Regions from separate parts of the Danio rerio genome. Here region 2 is linked to region 1. Evidence: chromatin contacts called from public Hi-C data. All regions are on one chromosome and are shown on one strand. The core of a region is the stretch at or near the end of the contact, and the rest is flanking DNA. Distances in the headings are between cores, read along the strand shown. Region 1 has its middle 43 kb from the start of ackr3b. Region 2 holds the start of ackr3b (atypical chemokine receptor 3b).

What was found. A called contact is a pair of places that touch in the nucleus more often than the background predicts.
Region 2: a Hi-C map of an unstated tissue shows a contact between it and region 1, with 2.2 times the contacts expected there. The contact joins the promoter of ackr3b here to the enhancer-like site in region 1. A contact is called at or near these places in 1 of 18 Hi-C or Micro-C datasets (an unstated tissue) and 1 of 4 datasets of contacts at active chromatin or transcription factors (gastrula embryo).

The regions. Positions count from the first base shown.
Region 1 is chr6:16,681,047-16,686,024 of GRCz12tu, reverse strand. No RefSeq gene overlaps it. Among named protein-coding and RNA genes, the nearest start is that of ackr3b, 43 kb to the left of the region's middle. Within about 2 kb of position 2,379, at least 12 of the 62 cell types and tissues checked have an H3K27ac peak or open chromatin away from gene starts, as enhancers often do.
Region 2 is chr6:16,724,278-16,729,427 of GRCz12tu, reverse strand. ackr3b (atypical chemokine receptor 3b) reads left to right here and starts at 2,403. Exons shown (of 2, transcript NM_001083832.1): 1 at 2,403-2,501.

The DNA of each region.
Region 1 (4,978 bases), core at 1,130-3,629:
TTGTTTAGATTGCAACTATGCAGTTTATTTGTAAAAATAGTGCCTATTTTAAAATATTTATAATTTCTTAGAGTGCTCGTCGAAGGCCATTACCGTACGTTCACACCTAAAGCGGCGAGAGCGCCCAAGGTCGCTCTGGCCACCCTGGCGACAACGCTCTGCCTTCAGCTCCTGCGGCGAGAGCGTCAAAACTTGCTACATTGATCTCATATTTAAAGGAGCCGTTGCAGCATATCAGTTACATTCCTGCATAAAACATGTTTCTAGCGTGAAAATGTTGCGCACTTCTTATCAAATTCCTACAACAATGGAAGATCAAGTTGTGTTTGGTGTGGCTTTGCTCTATTTATCCAATATGTGTCCATATGTCTGAAATATCCTGAAGCAGCAGTACTGTTTTGTACTGTCACATCGCGTGAGATTCCTGCTTTTTTAAGATAAATTTATATATCATTAATGAACATCAGTAACTCGCCAGTAACCTATTTAATGTATGTTCCTGTAGGAAAAAATTTAAATAATTGGAAATCTGGCGACCGCAATAATCAAACCCTTGGGAACAACTGTGGTCGGAACCAAAGTTCACAGGTCTGTGTTCTCTGAACTGCTATCAAGCGATGGACGTCTTCATTCTGATTGCTTGCCGCCGAACCGCGTCATAGCTCATTACCATAAAGTTGACTTCATTTCAACTCTCCTCGACACTCACGCCGGCAAAGACGCGCCGCGCTGCTCCTCGCCGCTTATCGCCGCCGGCTCTCATTGAAAATGAATGACTTCCGGCTACTTCGACGCTCTCGCCGCTTTCGGTGTGAACGTACGGTTAGCCTGCCATAGTGTAGACCTGAGACGGTTGACTTTTATTATCCACAAGATGGCGACAGAACTGCATAATAAGCTCTTGCGCTTTGAAGCTAATAACAGTCTGATTTCTAACTATAGCAGATCAAATCATTATTAAACTGGTAAGCATACCTGCCAACACTTCCGTTTTTCATGGGATTATCCCGTATTTCAGACCAGTCTCCCGCAACCATGCCCTTTTTATTTCTTCCTAAAAAACTCCTGTAATTTCATCCACCCCCCATTTTACAGTCTGTAAACACTTCGGGGTTGCCAACTGTGGTACAGTACCCGATCGAAGCGGTCGCCCAAAACCCGCTGCATCCTATCCCGGTTCTCAACTGCACCCCCTTACCCCCTTCCCCCTATTATAAAATATAACGCAATCTTACCAGTAACATTTTAAATTAGAAATAGTTTCTAAAAAGCTTACTAAATATATAAGAATCTACTGTAGCTCCCCTAGAAGCAAAGAATTCTGGCCCAGATTTGGCAAAAAGCTGGCACAGCAGGCATTCATCCGGCACTGGCACACAGCATGTGTGCCAAACATGGCCCGGGTTTGGCAGAGGTGGCACCGTCTTTAAGGCGGCACACAAGATTTGGGCCAGATGAAAAACGCAGTATTTGGCCCAGATTTAAAAATTTGATAAGTGGGCCATGTAAGTTTGGCCAGTCTTGACCCACATTTAAAATACACTAAAATAATTTTTGAGTAAAGAAAAAAAAAAATCTACCAATCAGGTCACTTTGAGAAAAAGCATGCCCATAGTGTGCCTAAAGCGCATCACTCCATGGGTTTATCAATTTCATTGCAACCGTGACACACCAAACTATCTGGCCCAGTTCAGGCCCAGTTATGAGTTATTAACTTGGCTGAAACTTGGCCCAGATATGGTCCGTGTTTGGCTCTTGTCTGGAAGCCAGATTTGGTCCAGTCATGTACCGTAATTCACTGCGGCATGTGGGCCAAGCAAAACCTGATTGTGTGGGCCAGAGCTGGGCCAGAGAAATTTTGCTATGTGGGTCTAAATGTTAAAAAGGCTTGCCATTGACAAAAAAATAGACAGAAGTAACAGTAGCTTTCTAAAAATATACAGATATGGATGGCTACTGATGCAAGCTCTGAGGAAATAAATGAAATATGTGTGCAGGAGACAAAAAAAAAGAAAAAAAAAGAAATAAGAGTCTATAAAATGAACTCCGATGAAGACAGAACTTGGAAAAACAAAGGAATGTGTCGATCAAAACAGCTTGTGAATTGAGAAAAGGCAGATGCAGGGAAATAGAATAGAAACACTGAGATAAAGAAGGCCAGAGAAAGAGGGAGAGCAGAGGACAACAAAATGTGTGACAGAAAGAGTGATGTATGGGGGTCTGAGACATGTCACTCCACGCTCCTCTTGTTCGGGGAAGCTCAATACGTCAGGATTTAACCTCAGGCCCCCGCTTTTGTCAGCCGCTGTCAAACAGAGACAAATATGCAAACATGATATGAGCCCACTGATACTGTCACCGCCTAACAAATACGTCTTTCAGCAGCCCGGCTGCATGTTGACAGAGCACCGATGAGACGCTGGAATAATACAGAGGTCTGCAGGAGGATACAATAAATTCTGTTGTGTCACAGGGATCTTCTGCACTCTGCCATGCGCCCTGTGCTGCGTACAGCTAAGAGTTAAATATCAGATTTATTTTTATTTTTTTTAACAAATGTATGTTTTATTTATAAGAATATGCAGATGTGTATTGTGTTGTTTGCATATGTGCTTATTTTTAAATAAGGTATTTCTAATTTGGTATCTCACATTTCTGAATATCTTCTAAGAATTTATATTTATTTGAGTTTATATCTTGCAGTCTTTAAAGGACACATGTTTTACCGCTTTTTCAAGATTTAAGAGAAGTCTTCTGTGTCTTCAGAATGTGTCTATAAAGTTTCAGCTCCAAACACCCATCAGATTTTTTATTATAGCCTTTAAAATATTGGAATGTTCTGCTCTGAGCACAATGTAGCTGTTTTTGTTGCCTGTGCATTTAATGCTACATCTCCCCGCCCACTGTTTCCATGTGCCTGTCAGAGTGTGCCTCAATCTCCGCCTTATGCCGAGTTCAGACTGCATGACTATCTGGGCTAGCAGTCCATCAGTGCTTTGTTTACACTGCAAGATGAATCGGCGACGGGGTGGTTCACTTCATGCCAATAAAATCGCCGACAACTTTGTCCAAACTATGTTTCACAATCAAACACAGGTGAGAAGACATGGAAACAACGCAAGGTTATGCAATATATATCTTGTTATTAAGTACATAATGAGAAAGAAGCCTTTAGTGGGGTAGAAAATGTATTTATTTTGGTCACCTGGCTTTGAAGGGAGCAATTTCTCTTAAACTTCTTAAAATTTTTGACCTGGTTGTGGTATTGCACAGATGACATGTCCAACAGACGGTGCTCCTGCCAAATATCCAGTAGTTGTTCCTCAATTTCTTGGGTCCAAATGAACTGAAAAAGGGTGCTTTTAACTTCTCCCCCAACCTTTCACTGGCTTGCAGGTACCCACAGCATTGGATGCTGCTGTCTCGTAGGCTGTAGGTGATCGTTTATGTTATTTTCAATCAGAACACATTTCACACGACATGAGCATAAGCACGTCAAAAATCTCACAGATGTCAAAGATTCATCTGCGATTCTCTCAGTTTGTGTCTTTGATAGTTCATACTGTGTGATTTTTACTTATGTGAATAAGCACCGATTTGCTTGTGATTTGAGGCATTTGTCGGTGATTTCTCAAAACCTGTCGCCGAGTCAAAATCGGGGCTAAAATCATGCAGTTTGAACTCGGCATTAGCTGCGTCAGATAAACAGCACAGTGATAGACATGAAGGAAGCAGATCTCACATAACGTTTGGTAGAAATACTACAGTAAGAAAACTTTCCCAATGATTATTTGATGTAATTGTTGTGCAGTTGCAACGATGAGTCACGCGCAATGTCGCTACAAAGTTTATGCACACACATACACACAGTGGACATACAAACACACACAGCATGTGTTTAACTTTGCACTGTTTTTGCATGGCAAATATGACAGGATGCATGTTGGGTATATTGTTGTATGGATATCCGTTATGTTAATGTACAAAATAAACCTGATTTAAGTTCCATAAACCGAGATTGAAGCATCTTCTTTTATAATTGTGCCGACATGCGGCTGTGGTGGTAAAGACGGTAAAATCGCTGTAATACATTTCAAACATGCATTGTTTTAGAAACGTTTTAAACTTGTCCAAATCATTCTTGATCACATTTGATGATGATTGATGATCACAGAGAGCTGAAGAGATCTTTTAATACCAGTTGCTTTGCACACATCCTGTCTTGTTGAAATGATTATACGCGTTACTATAGAGACATGTTAATACGCAGTTGTCAATTAATTTGATGGGCGGGGAAACTGCACTCCTATAACACGTTGCAGTAGGCCTCAAAATGGGAGGGATATGGATCCTGTTTTAACATCAAGAAATTTCAAATAAAATACTTATTATCTTTATATCACCACAACACACTATACCTATACACTATACCTATACACTATACCTTCACAGTTCTGTCCAAACAGCTTACAAATGATGATTTTTATCATTGGTGCCCTTTAAAAGAGCTCCTAACTTGAGCTCCTGTATGTCAGAACTACATTATATAAGGACAGAATTGTGATACACTAAATTCTTATTACATCAATTTTTATAACATAAATGAATTACATAAATGTGATTGTTAGTTCTGCTATTCTGATTTGTTTGTTTTTTTGCAATCCAGCAAGTATATTCTGGTTTCTTTTCTTGTCATTTCAAACTTGCAATAACAAGTTAATATCTTGAAATTTTGACTTTGTCTTGAGTTTTAATTATTACAATTCAGAGAATGAAAAAGAATTGTGAAATGAACTCAAAATTAAGAAAAGAAAAGTCTAAATTTAGAGATCATGTCTCATATAGTAACTTATTCTTATGCATTTTTAAATTATAAGCTTGAAATTCTTTTCAGTTTTTTTTCTGAGTTCTGAGAAAAAGCATTGTGAAATAAACTTCTGAATTCTGAATAATGACTTCATATTATAACAGTTCTGCC
Region 2 (5,150 bases), core at 1,154-3,653, 43 kb before region 1:
CAGGTGTTCAGGCTAATTTAATTTGTTTACATGAATGAGCACCCTGATCCATCTCTGTCCAAATTACACAATCAAAAAATAATTGTGGTAAAGGCTTAAAACTTTCCATGTAATGTTGTGGTTACTGTTGCATTCATAAGGCTTATCTCATTTCCATCAGTATCCTCACATTGCCAGAGGAAGCCAAATCATGTTTTGCAGTTGGATCAATGCACTATTAGTGTTTATGCTTCTACAATCAAATGCATCATTCTATAGTGCTTAACTCTCATCAAGATTGCATTGATATCCTTAAGTACGTTTCATTTAAATTTCCGCTTTGCTTGAGTCACATACAATAGCCTAGGTACTGGCTGTTAGCCAGAACATATAAAGCTAAACAGAGGCCAGCTGAAGATTCGGAACAGGTGAGCTTCCTCGAGCATAAATTTAGCATGCTGCCTGGAAGTCTTTGAGGAATTGCCAAGAGGATGCAAAAAGAATGAAACAGTTGTGGGACAGGAAAAAAGTAACAACAAAACAAAATTCACCTGTTACAACTTACAACATGTTGCAAGCCACATTTTCTAAAATACTTTACCTTGAAGCATGAACTAAAATAAACAATTAATCCATTTGATAGAGTGTAAGTAATTCTAACAATTATCATAATAATTTAAATATTTTAATTTATTATTATCCATTAACAAACTAGCTACAGTGCTCATCATATAGAAGTACACTCCTCACAAATCTATCTTTTAAATTCATATTTGTATTTTTATTCGTGCATATACAGTACAATATAGATTACTTAGTACTTAATCCAAATCTGGAGCTTATCTAACAAAATAACTTACGATAATGGTCCAAAAACTAGTGTACCCAGATTTATGTTATCGAAAAATTTTAAATACAAGTTTTAAAAAGAGAAAAAATCAAAAGAAAAGAAAAAACAAAAAAACTTAAACATTTTGTAGGTTGTAATTTCTTTTGCAATATTTTGCTTGAATTAATTGTTTGATCTTTCAATTTGTTTGGTAACTAAAATATTATTTTAATAAAAATATCTGTTTAATTAATCTGTTTTGTTTAAATGCACCAAAACACATTGCCTATTCACTGAGAAATGGATACAAATATTAATTTTTAAAATGGGGTGTGGGCGGCGAATTTAAATTTTTATTTTTTTATTTTTTTGCTTTATTAACAAGAACCAGCATGTGGTTTTAATATACAACAAAATCACTTCACATTCCTTAACAAATGAAGATTAAATGAGAAAAATAAAAACAATAAATAAATAAAGATAAAACAGAGAAGGCACATAATTATCAAATTACATTTAAATATATTGCACATATTTGTCCAATTTTAGTTATTAAGAAGAGTTATTAAATGCACCTTTACTACAGGAAATGCATATATACAAACGTTTTTTATGGAAAAATGTCAAGGGAGGAGCATATATTAACTGTTTTAATTGCTTAGAAATCCCTTTACATTCCCAATACATTGAATCTCTTTTTCTAGCATCATGAAGAAATATTGGTAGCGCGGTTACACTGTGGCTATCGCCTCACAGCAAGACAAAACATGAAGGTTGCTTTTTCGAGCATCTGCTGGATCAGTTGGCATTTCTGTATAGAGTTTGCATGTTCTCTATGTGTTATTGTCGGTTTCCTCCGGTTGCTCCGTTTTCCCCCACAGTCCAAAGACATGCTCTATAGGTGGTGATCACTGATTAATAAAGGCACTAAGCAGAAAGAAAATGAATAAATAATAAACATAGGGTGTACTCAATTATGCTGAGCACTGTAAATAATGATAATAACATTATAATAAAACATTAACTGGTACATTCAAATGACAATGTCAATTTCTGCCTAATAACCTAGCCTAAAAAGTGAATTTTAATATGTTAGCAATGCAAAATGTTTTTTTGTTATAGTAACGATATAGCCTAATGGCTAATTCAAAATGTCACCCAACAAAAACTATAGATTAAATAGAGCAAACATACATGTAGCCTATATACATATGTACAAACAAACATTCATATGTATATGCTTCATTTAAATAGGTAATAAATAATGCTAATATGTGTACATTCAGCCTTGTGTAAGGATTTTACAAGTCCTCAATGAAACTTTCGCATGGATATGCTGCTTTGATTTTTCTAAACAACTCTCGTGTGAAAACAAAAACACAAAAGCTTATTCTGTTATTCCAACAGATTTTTTTGTGTGGATTGCTATTTAAAATGGGAGTGGAAATCCGATGTGTCGCACGTCCGCCATTCACATTGTTGTTGGACAGAAACTTGAGTGATTCACTTTTCCGATCTGCCTCGGGAGGCGTAACTCTCAGCACTATATGAGCAAGTGCAGTCAGAGCGCAGAGGGACAATCACGCCATCCTCTCTCTCGTACGGATATCTACAAGACTTTGACATTTTCTCCAGGCATCGGAATCTCATTACCAAAGGCTTGATTAAACGTCTAGGAGCACCAAACCACATCGTAAGTTCATTTTATCGTTTTGTTCGTTTGTGTTTATTTGTGTGAGAGATTTTGTTTTAAAATGCAGCTGTTTTGCGCTCGTATCGGACCATATACTGTATGATTATACTTCTGTAAGATGTTTAGAAGATATCAGATTTAAATTAGATCCCAAAACCAACTTGCTTTGATTCTATACTTTTAAAAAGGCACATTTAAAAACAAATTAACCGAGCCTGAATCTCTCAGCTGGAGATGTGTGGATTATCAGTGTGCCATCCCGCGTATTCGTCCCTTTAAATACCATTGTCCAATAATATTACTTCATGAAACATAAACAAATACTTTTTAAGCTTACATAATGCAGATATTAAGTGTATTTTACCAGTAGAACCTTGAATATGGTTAGGTAGAATAACTCTTTTTGGTTTGTTTTGAAAAAAAAAATCATGTAAATCAACTAATGTAAATAATGAGGTTGTTATGCTTGAGTTTTATATTGTTTTGTGAAATGTTTGTAAATCTGGGACAAAATTTTAATGATGAGCAGTTTTCGTTGCTGTTAAAACTCCTCAGTAAATGTTAAGACAGGCAACTTAAATTATTTTATTTTAGACACACACATATATATGATTATTTCTTTCCAGTGAACACAAATCTGAAAGTTAATGTAAAATAATTGATTTACATTTCTATAATTCATCCTGGTATCTAGTTTCCATCCAGTATCCAAACAAGGGATTTGTTTTACCCCCCATGCTTTTGTTCCTTTTTCACAATTACACTTACAATGAAGTGAATGAATGCTTTTACCATGGCTGATATTTTCCTTCTATGCTTGCAAAACACTTTGGACTGAGACAATACTGAGTTTCAAGGAAACTTAGAGACTTCAAGTGAAAGAGACAGGGAGAGAGGGGGAAGGAGGGACTGAATGGAGAGTCGGTGTGTCCGCACAGCTAACTCTTTGTGCGGGCAAGTGTGCTCGCAGCCTGGGGCTGTGAGATCAGGTGAGGGGCCGCTGTGTTTGAGCTGTGTAAATGCAGCAGTTTTACAACAAGGCTAGGGGACGTGATTGTGGTGCTTGGGGCCGTCTGTAATGGACCATCACTTTTTATGGCACCTGATTTTTTTCAATTGCACCTGGTAAGTCAGGTCAGAGGTTTACGCTGCCCTCTCTGTCTCCTTAATGATGTCAAAGTGGAAAGCTGTAAAATATGTATGTTTCAGAGGAGATTGGGGAATCTTGCAGCACTCTAGATCACAGGATGCATTAAGAGCAGCTGTGTCTCTTCTCATATTTCCTTTAATGATATTAAGGTCAGGCGTTAACCGTGTTCCGGGGTCAAAAACAGCGGGTTGATTTGGAATGAAAATAAACAAGCCTAAACAAACTCTTTCTCCTGATGGCTCTTTAGCAAAACACAGCACGCTTGCAGTTGTATTTTTTATGCCAGGCCAATTGTAAGCTGATATTTTGTTTAATCTTCTCAGTCAGTGCTTCAGAAATGACATATTAAGAATGAGCATAACAGTGTTTATCTTTTCTGCTTCACTGTGCAGAGAAATCTTTTTAAAAGCCCACTGAAATGCATCAGTGTTTTCATTACTATGCAAACCCTGGGGGTTGAAGATCAAATATGTGTGATTAGAGACGCATGTGCATCTGTGTTTGAGTAAGTGTAAATGAAAAACTTTGACAGAGCGCCAGTGTGGCTGCTCTCTGTTCTTTTTAGCTTTTGTCAGTTCAAAGCCTGGCATCAAGTCCTCAAGCTGAGCATATCATTTTTGAGAAAAGACCCTTTCACCCCTGTGTGTCGCAGCGGTTGCCCATCCTCCCCTCTGACCTGCCTTACTCCCATCGGGCATCAGTCTTTTTCTAATGCTTTCAGAAGGGCTATACTCTGCTCATTCAGATCACTTCACTGGCCTGTTGCTTGAGCTGAACTTTTTGCATAGCCAAAATGCCTCCCATTTGCCATGGTTATCTGCTTGGATTTTCACTGGGTCAATGCATCTGCCAACAAGCCTTTGCTCAACCATCTGAGTTTTATAGTTTTGCTGCTGGGCATTTAGACCTTATGTTCTGTACAGAAGTACAGCACAGTCTTTGAGCACTGAAGTCTTTGCTTTTTATTAGTTTAGTCTGAAAATATTACATGCAATTAATGAAGTAATATTTACATATTATGTATTACATTATTTAAAATGTGTCCGCTAAATTAGTCATGTGTAGGGCCAGACACAATCAGCAGACATTTTTTGCTATTTCTGCTGAGAATTTTGTAAAAAAATTCTGCAGATTTTGCGTAATGATTTTAGGAGTATCATAACTAAAAACGTAATTTACTAAATAAATATTAATACATTTTTTACTTTTATTTAATATTTACAATGCAACTGCAAATATATTCACTAATTTGGTACACAAACCAAGTCTCATTTAATATATCTACTAAAACACAGAAAATATTACTTTACAAACTGAGTTGTAAAAAAATCATAAGAACATTTTGATATTACCATTGTTATATCACAAAAATATTAGTGAACTTAATCTAAAAACTGTATAAATAATATCAATTCACACACATTTATTGAGGTAAATACATAGACGGTTTCCCCACCATAATGGGATAAAAAACTTTAGAAATGTGCAGATTTCTGCAC